Linked DNA regions of Mus musculus: region 2 is linked to region 1. A link is a contact called in public Hi-C data. All regions are on one chromosome and are shown on one strand. The core of a region is the stretch at or near the end of the contact, and the rest is flanking DNA. Distances in the headings are between cores, read along the strand shown.

What was found. Hi-C and Micro-C count contacts between places; a contact is called where the count stands out from the background.
Region 2: a contact with region 1 is called in a Hi-C map of the P5424 cell line, with 1.7 times the contacts expected there. The contact joins the promoter of Ass1 here to the enhancer-like site in region 1. A contact is called at or near these places in 4 of 39 promoter capture datasets (the 3T3-L1 cell line, embryonic stem cells, hippocampal neurons and 1 more), 2 of 15 datasets of contacts at CTCF or cohesin (embryonic stem cells and pro-B cells), 11 of 484 Hi-C or Micro-C datasets (the 63-12 cell line, 8-cell embryo, B cells and 6 more), 8 of 115 datasets of contacts at active chromatin or transcription factors (CD8 T cells and embryonic stem cells) and 1 of 9 other capture datasets (embryonic stem cells).

The regions. Positions count from the first base shown.
Region 1 is chr2:31,415,856-31,421,098 of GRCm38.p6, reverse strand. It overlaps Hmcn2 (hemicentin 2), which reads right to left. Exons shown (of 98, transcript NM_001370902.1): 62 at 4,258-4,389; 63 at 1,134-1,277; 64 at 882-1,041; 65 at 677-801; 66 at 143-326. Among named protein-coding and RNA genes, the nearest start is that of Ass1, 52 kb to the left of the region's middle. Within about 2 kb of position 2,323, at least 21 of the 459 cell types and tissues checked have an H3K27ac peak or open chromatin away from gene starts, as enhancers often do. A contact at or near this core is called in 8-cell embryo and the P5424 cell line, where this site is marked.
Region 2 is chr2:31,467,713-31,472,955 of GRCm38.p6, reverse strand. Ass1 (argininosuccinate synthetase 1) reads right to left here and starts at 2,686. Exons shown (of 16, transcript NM_007494.3): 1 at 2,617-2,686.

The DNA of each region.
Region 1 (5,243 bases), core at 1,074-3,573:
CTTCTTGCTTTCCCTAGTCACCATGAACCTCAGTGTCTACACTATTTGTATTCTTCTATCCACACGGAAGCATTTGGAGCCAGAGTTGCCTGAAGAGTGCGTCAGTGACTGTCATCAGGGACCAGAGGCTGGGCTTCCCTACCTGAGGGTGCGGCCGGAGCTGTGGAGGAGGGTGCGCTGGGAGAGTGGAAGGGGCAGGCCGTCCTTGAGCCAGCTCACGTGAATGGGTGGGGATCCTTGGACAGGGCACACCATGGTCACCAGCTCTCCAGTCCTGCTCACCAGGGTCCCGGTGTCACCAGCTTGTTGCTTGATGGTGGGAGGAACTGGGGCGGTAGATTAAAAGTGTTGAGGGACTTGGAGGGAAGGCAGCACCCAGCCCTGACCTTATGCCACTGCCAGCCATTGTAGTTAGGATTTTGGAGTCTCGGCTATGCCCTGGAGAGATGAGGTCCACTGTCTTGGACCCAGATTCACCCAATCTTTTCATGGCTGAACCTTGGGAGGGGACGCTTGTGACTCTTACTAGAGAACAAGGCCTGAAGGCCCAGGGAGCCTGCAGAGTGGCTGTCATCAGGTCTTGACTGGAGGTTCCTGACTCTGCCCACTCATAATCCTGTAGGTTTTCCTACAAGGCACTGGGGCTCCCTGCATCTCCTCAGCCTCAGTTCCTCACCCAGTACATTCACCGTGTGTAGCCTGGCATCCTCCCCAGCTGGGTTGTGGGCCACACAGGTGTAGGCACCCGAGTCCGCTGTTCTTAGGCCCTTCAGCACCAGGGTACTGCCGTCCAGATAGAACCTGCATGGGGAGGGGTCACTGAGGGCAGGCACACACAGGCTGGCAGCTCTGGTGCCTCAGGTGGCACAGCCTGGCCTTACCGGAGGTGAGGTCCCACGTGCTGGTCCAACAGGCCACCGTCCTTCAGCCAGGTTATATCTGGTGGTGGCTGGCCTTCAGCCTCACAGTGCAGCCGAATCTCCTGTTTCTCCAACACATTGTGTTCTTGTGCCATGCCTGAGTCCTGGATCTGGGGAGGCACTGTGACACACACAGGCCATGGTGAGGGCCTGCCAGCAGCAAGGGTTGCTGGGGATGGGGCAAAGAGGGGGTCGTGTAGAGTACAGACGCACCTAGGACAGACACTACAAAGTCTTTGCGGGCCTCTGCCTGGGCGTTCTCAGCCACACAAGTGTAGGTACCGGCCTGGGCTGGCTGCAGGTGACTCAGCTGGAGGCGGCCACCTCGGGAGACCACTCCGTGTACCACGCTGCTCTCTGTGGAATGAAGCGAAGCCCTTGAGTCTTGTACTTCCTTCCTGTACTGACAGGGAAACTGAGGCACCAGTGGGTCCGAGGCACCTTCGTAGATTTCTACTGGCCTCGTTTCCCTTCTGCCGCTGTGAAAAGTTACCCAGACAAAGGCAGTGTAGAGGTCACAGGGGTCGTTAGGCCCACCATCCCAGGTGACAGTCCTTGAGAGGGAGCGGTGGCATCAGGAAGCAGCTGGTCACAGCCACAACAGAAAAAGAAGGAATGTGTGCACACCTGTGTTCAGCTAGCGTTCTCTAACTCAGGACCCAATCCCAGGGAAAAGTGTCATCCATTCTCTGGCTGGGTCTTTCCACACCAGGAAACACGCTTAAGACGGTCCCAGACAGACAGACAGACATGCCCTCAGCCAACGTGACCTAAACACTCCCACATGGATGCTCTCCCAGTGGTGACCTAAGGCTTTAGACAGTCCCAGACAGGCATGCCCACAGACAACATGACCTAGACACTCCCATATTGATGCTCTCTCAGTGGTGACCCGAGCCTAAGTCAAGTTAACAATTAAATTAACCTCTTTCCTTAACCCACCCGTGGCTGTTCTCCTTCTTACAGTCCTCCTTCCCTCCGGTTAGGGTCCCACACCTTCTACATGTATCTAGGTTGCTGATCAAGAGGAATCAGCCACTCAATGGCCCCACCCTTTGGGCTCCTGGGACTCCACTCAACATCTTGGAATGCTCCCTTGCACATCTGTCCTGAAGGTATTTCTAATCATATCAACCCTACCTCCACCCCACCTTGACCCCTGCCCAGCCTTCCAGAGCCACGTGCCTGGATCAGCCCCACCCTGTGTCCTACTTAGAGCTCGGGGGGAAAAAAAGGCGAGCACCGTGGTCCCTGTCTTCAAGAAGCATGAAATGTATCACAAAGACACAGTGCAGCCGAGGGCTGACAGCTGTACCACTCTCTCAGCGTCAGGGAGCTGGAGGATGGAAGGGACAGGGGAGGAGTAGGAGGGTACCAGAGAGGAGTGGGAGGGGCAGTAGGAGCTGGGAGGAGGAGCTAGGAGGAGGAGGAGCTAGGCTCCTCAATGGGGGCTGCTGGGACAAAGCTTGAGCAGAAGCCAGTCAGATGCAAGCAGACAAGACCACGAGACATTCCAGACAGGGAACAGCGTGCGTGAAGAACTAGAGGCCTGATAGAGGCTTTGATGCCAGGCTAACTCAAGGGTCCACACAGGAGAAACAAAAACACCCCCCACCCCAGAACCCTGAACACCCACAGACACCTGTACTTCAAGCTCACCGCAGCCTCGTCGCAACAGCCCAAGGCTGGTTAAGAAACGGTGCTACCTGTTCCATCCCAGCACGTGGGAGGCAGAGACGGGTAGCTATCTGTGAGGTTAAGGCCTGTCTAGTCTACATAGCAAGTGGCCCAATCAGCCTGGGTTACAAAGCCACATGAGGTATTATGTAAAGGAACAATGAAAAAAATAACTAAATTTATTTCTGAAAAAGACAGACTGATCCAGGCTGCCCAGTGAGCTTTCAAAGGTTCAGGCTAAATGGAGCGAGGCAGATGCAGAAGGTCACAGGATGACGTGACGCCATCTGAATGAATGCCCAGGGCAGGCATTTCATGGACACTGACGGTCTGTTGTGGGTGGGAAGTTGCGAGGCATGGGGGATGGCTAATGGCTATGGGGATTCTTTACTGGGCAATGAAGACATTGTAAAATTGGTTGTGGCAGTTGCTCCACTCCTTGGATACACTGAAAAGCCTTGAATGATACTCTTTAAATGGCTGGACTATATAGGTTGTAAATTGTAGCTCACTAAAGCTACAATGTGAAGAGTTGGGCAAAAGTCTACATGTGAATGGGGTGGGGGAACACATTGTCCAGCCACAGCCTGAGGTCTCCACAGCTGCCACTAACTCCTCAGTGATGAGCTGTCAGAATCTTCTGCCTGTGTACTAGAGGGACCCGTGGGCCTGAGACCAGCGTGGGCCTGAGACCAGCGGGAGTGGGAGGTAGAGGATGCTGCCCTCACCAGGAACTGGCAGGGGGCAGTGATGTCCAGCATGGCACAGCCTTGGTGGAGTGTGCCATAGGATTTACCAGCTGACAGGCTGAGGATCCACCGACTGACCCTAGCAGGGTGTAGCGGTCAAGGGTGAGGAGGAGAGCTAAGATGGAGTGACCCATGGTCAAGCAGGTGCAGAGCTGATTGACAGGGGAGGGGCAGCTTAGAGCAGCCCCAAGCCTGGGCATAGCCAGGCCTGAAGAGCCTCTCTCTTGTCTTCTGAGTGGAGGGGACAGACACCAGAGGACTCCAGCAGGAGTGGCTCCCGATACTGCATTCCAGTGACCAATAAAAGCAGTGAAGGGCAAAAGGGGGGTATGGCTGCCATCACAGAGCAGCCTAACTTGAGGGAGGAAGGGAGGGAAGGGGGGAGAGAGGGAGGGAGGGAGGGAGGAAAGGAAGGAGGAAGAGACAGACAGACAGAGACAGAGAGACAGAGAGAGAGCGACCCAGGCTCAGGTATTTGACACCCGCTCTCTCCCCCACCCCCCGCGCCCTCCCCTCCCCAAGTTAATAGCCTGGTCCCACTCCCTCTGCTTCCTCTCTGTGGTTAAAGCTGTGCTCTCTCTGCTTCCTGCTCCTAGCACCAGGCTTGCAGCTTGCTCTCCTCCCTCACTGGCGTGATGGGCTCTTCTCCCTCTGGAACCATCAGCCAAAGTCTGTTCCTTCTTCCTTAAGTCGCTATCGTCAGAGCCATGCAGAGTAACTGAGGCAGGCTGGCTCCCTGGGGCTCCGCCTCCCGTGCTAGGGTTTCGAGCATAAACCACCACATTCCACGAGCCCTCTGTCTTTGACAGGACCATTAATACCAAACAATTTCCTGGACTTCTATTGTGGCTCTACTGAATGAAGACCGACCTATTTTGCACTAAAATGGCTGGTAGGACATGGGTACTCACCCACGGGTAATCTGTCCTTCAGCCAAGTCACAGTGGGAGCAGGGATTCCGGACACATCACAAGCCAGGACTAGGGTCCGCCCAGCTACCTGGTTCACTGTCTCCCTCTCGGGCTTCTCAAATGTTGGAGGCACTGCGGGAAGATGGTAGGTTTCTGCACTCTTCCTTGTTCTCTAGTTCCTTCCTCTCGGGCAGGTTAGGGGTTTTTATTTTACACTCTATTGATGGAGGCAGGAGTTGCTTTATGCACAGATGGAGCTAGAAAGCCACCGCTGGGGCTGGTGAGATGGCTCAGTGGGTAAGAGCACCCGACTGCTCTTCCAAAGGTCCAGAGTTCAAATCCCAGCAACCACATGGTGGCTCATAACCATCCGTAACGAGATCTGATGCCCTCTTCTGGTATATCTGAAGACAGCTACAGTGTACTTACATATAATAATAAATAAATCTTAAAAAAAAAGAAAGCCACCGCTGACCCACTCAGCCTGAGGATGGGGAATGGACGCCCAGGGACCCACAGTCCTTTGGGATGGGTGTCTGATCGCCTCGATTTCTCTCAGCCCCATGCTGAGCTGCCAGGCACGTGCCTGGTGTCTCATCTATACAGTAGATTAGTGCGCAGTATGCCCAGTGAGCAGGTTCTGCTCTTCTGTGAAACTTGGCAGGCAGAGGAACAGAATTATCTCACTAAGTCCTCCCGAGCATGCCACAGAAAGAGTCCTATGTGGACTTTTTGTTGTTTTTGAGACAAGGTCTAAGTCTGGTCTCCAGATAGCTGTCTACCTAAGGGTGTAGCTTACATACCTTTAACTCACGATTCCCTACTTCCACCTCCTTCCCATGGGACTATAGGCATGCACCGGGCCCTGATTTTGTGCTATATCCTAACTTCCTTCTTGGTTTTGAAAACTCCAGATCTTGTGTACTTAGCCCTTGATGGTAGGACCTCATTCCTGGCAGCCCTGGGAGCTGCAGGGGTGACAGACA
Region 2 (5,243 bases), core at 1,437-3,936, 51 kb before region 1:
ACCTGGCCCAGAAGACCCCTGAGATGACTCTCAGTTCCCTTCTGCAGTTTCATGTCTGATAAAACTAGACTGCAATACCAATATTGAACAGCAGGAGGCGCACCATCCTCCTACTGGATCTAGCCTGTTTATATTTGATTGACGGGTTTCTGATCTTCATGCCCGAAGGAGGCAAGGAGGGAGACTAAGCGGGTTTTACCAATTTCTGGTGAGAGACTCAAACCTTTATCTAGTGTAGCTGTTCTGGAAGGCCTGAAGACACGTGTAGTCCCTTTGACTACTGAAACAACGGAATTCCCAGGAACTTCCCAAGCTGGGGAAGGAAAAACCTGGAGCTCTGGGGAGACTGAGGGAAGGAACGTTTCTCCCAAGAGGCCAGACATGGTAGTGCACACCTTTAATCTCGGCACTTGGATGGCAGAGGCAGGGAGATCTCTGTGGGTTTGGGGCCAGCCTGGTTCCAGACCAGCCAGGACCACATAGTGAGACCTTGTCTCAAAAATAAATAAGCAAACAAACCAAGAGCCGATGTCACACAGTTCTGACCACTTAGCTAAGATAATGATGGCCGGGCCACACCTTGAACGGGATTGCATTCTTGAGCAATTCCTGGTGGCGCTTGCCTTGTTAAAACCTAAACCTCGTGTCAGGATGCCAAAGGTGGGCTTGGGGTAGTGTCCTCTGTTCCTCTTCCTGGTGTAGCTATACAGACTACATGTCCTTCATCTGCCTTTTACCTGTCTCTTTAACTGGGCTAAGGGGTGGGAGGGGGGAAGCTAGCAGAGCACAGCTTTTCAGGGACAGCCAGAGCCCGTGCTCTGATGCTAACAGCTCCAGTAACACTAGAAGAACACACCAGTCCACTCATTAATGCTACCAACTGAGGCTCTGGGTGCCCAGCCATTTTCCAGGTCTAGGGAGGAACCAGCCTCAAAAGAACAGGGAGCCAGGTCCTGGGAAGTGAACTCTGCCCAAAACCTTCAGTGAAAACCGATGCCTCAGACCCAGAGTTCAGCAAGGTATCTCTTCCTGCAGGGCTGCCCGCAAGGAAGGCACTCACTCCAGAAGCAGTGTGTTCACAGCCTGGTGGAGGGATCTGGCTGACCTAGGGGCGTCCAAGGTCAATGAGATGGGCCCTGAGAAAATGCAGCAGGTGGGCCGGGGCGTGGCTCCACCCCAAGGCTCCTGGAGTGTCTGACTTCCTCAGCTCAGAGCAGGCAGGCAGCTGGGGTGAGGGGCACACTTGACCAAGGGTGCTAAGAGCTGTTCTGTCCTACTATGTGCGTGGAGGAGGTGGGTAGTGGACAGAAGTTGCCCTTCATTTATGGACTCCATGGGCACTGGGTAAAGTCAGAATTCCTTGGGCAGCCCTGAGGCCCTTCCAATGCTCCCAGACTTGGCTGGTTTATGGTGGGAGGGGGAGAGGGTAGGGGGAGTTTGAAATGGAGGCTATTCCAGTCTCTGCCCAGCCCAGCTCTTAGGTTTCTCCACTGTCTTCTTCCTTCTGAAAGCCTTGTCTGGGGCGGGGGAGGGGGTGGAGGAGTGGGGGAGTAGGTGGCTGGGGAGGGTTGCGGGGGGGGGGGGGGGACGGGACCCTGTCTTTTCAGGTCTTCATCCCAGACCCAGTGAGCAAGTGGGCAGACCCTGGCCACAGTTCTCAAAACAGCTCACTGAACTTGAACTCTTGGACAGCAAGAGTTCTGAGTCCAGGCACAAGGCTGGCAGCCCTGGAGCTGGGAGGCTGACGTCAGGGGTCACCTGCCAGGTGGAGGAGCCGCAAAGCGAGGGATCAAAGGAAGGGTTTTCCTACTCTACCCCTGGGGAAAGGGCAGGTCTGCTCCTGCCAGCTGCACTTGCAGACAGCCTGACAGACCCACTTCACAGAGGGGAATACTGAGAGCGCGGTTAGTTCTCCTGGAGAAGATTTCCCTCGATTTCTCGGTTAGCCTGCCTTCCAGAGAAGGGCCCAAGCCGTTAACAAGCCAGAAACAGACATTTCCTGCGAAGGGGCTCCTCCCAAAGAGCCAGCCAGCTAGCAGGAAACCTGTCTAGAAGCCCCACCCAGACTGAGCCTGGCATTGCACCCTACGGAGAAGAGAAACCAGTCACAGCCTAGGAAGGACCCGGGACGGGTAGGCAGGGTTCGCGTGTCCACCAGAGCAGGGTACTGTCACACTCAGGAGAAAGGCACACGCCCAAGCCCCTAAGGGCAAAGAGGGGCTGGACCTTTTGCTTACTTTGAGAAACAAGCCTGAACATAGATCGGCGAATCTGATCCAGGGAGAGGGATTCGGAAGCCCCCAACCCTCTGGACTCTCCGGGACTCTACTTGGAGCCTTCGCAGCACACAGAGGATCGTGAAAAACCAGAGGGGGACCTCCATAGTCCTCCTGCTCCGGAGACCTTGGGACCCGTTCTCCTACATGGGTTCCCTAGGCAGGAGGAACGTGTGCGTCACAGCGCCCCGGACATCAGCCTCCTTCCTTCCACTAACTGCGCGGTCACTCGGGGGCTGCCCTGAGCCCACCCCCTGCAGCTGCTCGCTCCCTCTGGGATTCCTTGGTCATGAGACCCTGGATAGAGAGTGGGGACCAAGAAGGGCCCGGAACTTCTTACCAGTGAGCCCAGGCGGCAGTGGCAGACGGCGGAGCAGGGCTGAGAGAGGCGCGCATCCAGGGTTATAAGCACAGGGCCTGGGGGGGGCAGGAACCTGGGACACGTGGGGACGGGCGCGAGAAAGGCCCCGCCCTCGGGCCCGGCCCCCGCTCCGAGCCTCTCAGGGCTCGAGGCCACCTGCGGGTGGGCGTGGCCCCGCGCTCTCTCCCGCTGGCCCCTCCCTCTTCCCTTGGCGCCCGCACCACCTCCCGGGGGCGCACGGGCGTGGGCTCTTGCAATTTAGGTCCCCTGATCCTGACCCGCTGGTGGCGCCTGGGAGGGCGGCAGAGGTTGGAACCCGCGTGACTAGCAAGGCTGATCGCAGCTGTCTTGCAAGAACCCTTGAAAGCGCTGCAAGGCGGGAGTGAAGATGCAAATTGCTTAGGTTCAGAGGCTGTGTAGCCCCACTCGATTTAAAGACTGAAGCATCTGCCCCTCAGAGGCTCTTGCTTTCCCTGATGCTAGCCCACAAGCCAGAGCTAAGGGTTCACAAGAAAATGCAAACGAGTTGGCCAAGGATGGCTGGGGATGCCATTTTAACGTCCTGGCCTGGCACCTGCCCAGATCGCCGTGGGCTCCCAGTAAATGGTGAATCAAAGCCTGGCTGTCTGCTGAGCCATCAGAAGATGGGGAAGGTTGAGGTTCACAGAGGTGAAGCTGCTGGCTTGTAAAGTGAACCCGGGGGTTGTGGCCCACATGAGCCAGAAAGCCGTGCCAGAGGCTTCCCAGCCTGGCCTGAGCCCTGCAACACACAGGACAGCCCCTGCCCCAGTGAACCTCAACACCCAGGATTACGGCAAGATCATATCCCCCAGGCAGGCCTAGATTCCAAGCCTCAGACGGCTCCATGCCCATGTTTTACCCAGCTTTCCTTACTACTGCCTTGCCCTGAGACTCTGGGTGCCCTCTGGGGTCCAGCCAAGCCCCTTACTCGGTCTCCTGATTTTTGTTCAAGGTCAGAAACAGCAGCTGTGGGGGCTTCTAGGAGGGAGAAGGTGCCAGACACATTTACAAACTTTAGCTGCAGGATTCTTTTGTGCTCCTGGCCCTGTCCTCCAAGCTAAACGTAGCCCATGCTGGTTAGAAACTCCAGAGAGCCAGGTGGGGACGGACGTCCAGGGGACAGCCTGAGGCATCTCTCTGCTAAGTGACACTAGAACAGCTGACCTTCGGGCGTCACTGGACCAGCTCTGGACCTTCCTCACAGACAGGAGACTAGTGAGGTCAATGAAAAGAACATGCCAGCAACTTTTGAGCCACTTTGAGGCCATTGGTCCCCATTTGCTGACTCGGCTTCTTAGGGCTGGCCCAGAAGCTTTCCATCTTACCTTTATGAAATATATGCACAGAGAGAGGGTGCATCTTTCCCAAGGCCACACAGCATGCCCAGAGCATAGCAGAATTTGGGCCCCGAAGCCCAAAAGCCTCTGCTCTAACTCAGGTTTGAACTGAACTGGTTCAGGCAGGAATCACGAACAGGGGGAACCTTTACCCCCTACTACAGAAATGACTCCAGCCCAGAGGACTGACACATAGGCAGGGGGATAGAGGGGCCAGTACTGCCAGCAGTTGACTTATGAGCCCCCAGAGGTGGAGGTGAAGTGCAGGGGCCCAGCTGACTCCTGGACCAGCTATGTTCTCTGCATTCCTCCACCTTCACGGTGGACACTGAGTCCCACCCATCCTCACTCTGCAAACTACTTCTGGATTGGGTGGAACATGACCCAAGAGGGTTTGCCCCTGGAAATGAGTCACCATGACCTTTGACTTCACCTTTCCCCCTTCCTACGACAAGGTCAGGGCTCCTTAAGAATCTAGGTTAGCGATTTAAAAAAGCAAAACAGAACAACTTTCCTATATATCCCTGGCTAGCCTAGAAGAGCTATGTAGACCAGGCTGGCCTTGAACTCTTGGCTTCTGAGCAGCCTCACCTCCCCCGCACTCTCCACATCTTTGGTTTACTCAGACCACAGGACTTTTCTTGCTCCAATTTCCATTCTCATTTCCCTGCATAACCAGTTTGTCCCCTGGCCCTTCCTCTATAAGGAGGTCAGAAGCTTCCAGAAAGTACAAACCAGAACAGGTCACACACACCCTTCTTAAAGGTCTTGGATGGGCCAGCAAGATGGCTCAACAGGTGAAGGCCCTTGTTACCAAGGCTAAGGACCAACCCATTTCTTTAAGTTGTCCTTTGACACCCACATGGGCACCAGGGACACATGTGAACCCCTAAGGGACAAATAAAAGAAACGGGGAGTTGGTGACTCATCACTGCCCCTACGACTGCTCTAAAGGACTGTGTTAGTGTGGGTCTGTTTCTTGCGCCTGTGTTCTGTCATGTTATTTATCTCTTACCATGCTGCTTCTACGATGTCTTGATTCTAGTAGCTTTACAGTGAGTCTTGAAATTTAGGAAATGACCGTTTGGCTAACTTGTTCATGTCCTTGGCATTTCCATAAAATAACAGAAACAGCCTGTCAGAGTCTGTAAAAAGTCTCCTGGGGCTGGGCTGGGCTGGGCTGGGCTGGGCTGGGCTGGGCTGGGCTGGGCTGGGCTGGGCTGGGGCTCAGTTGGGAGAGAGCTTACC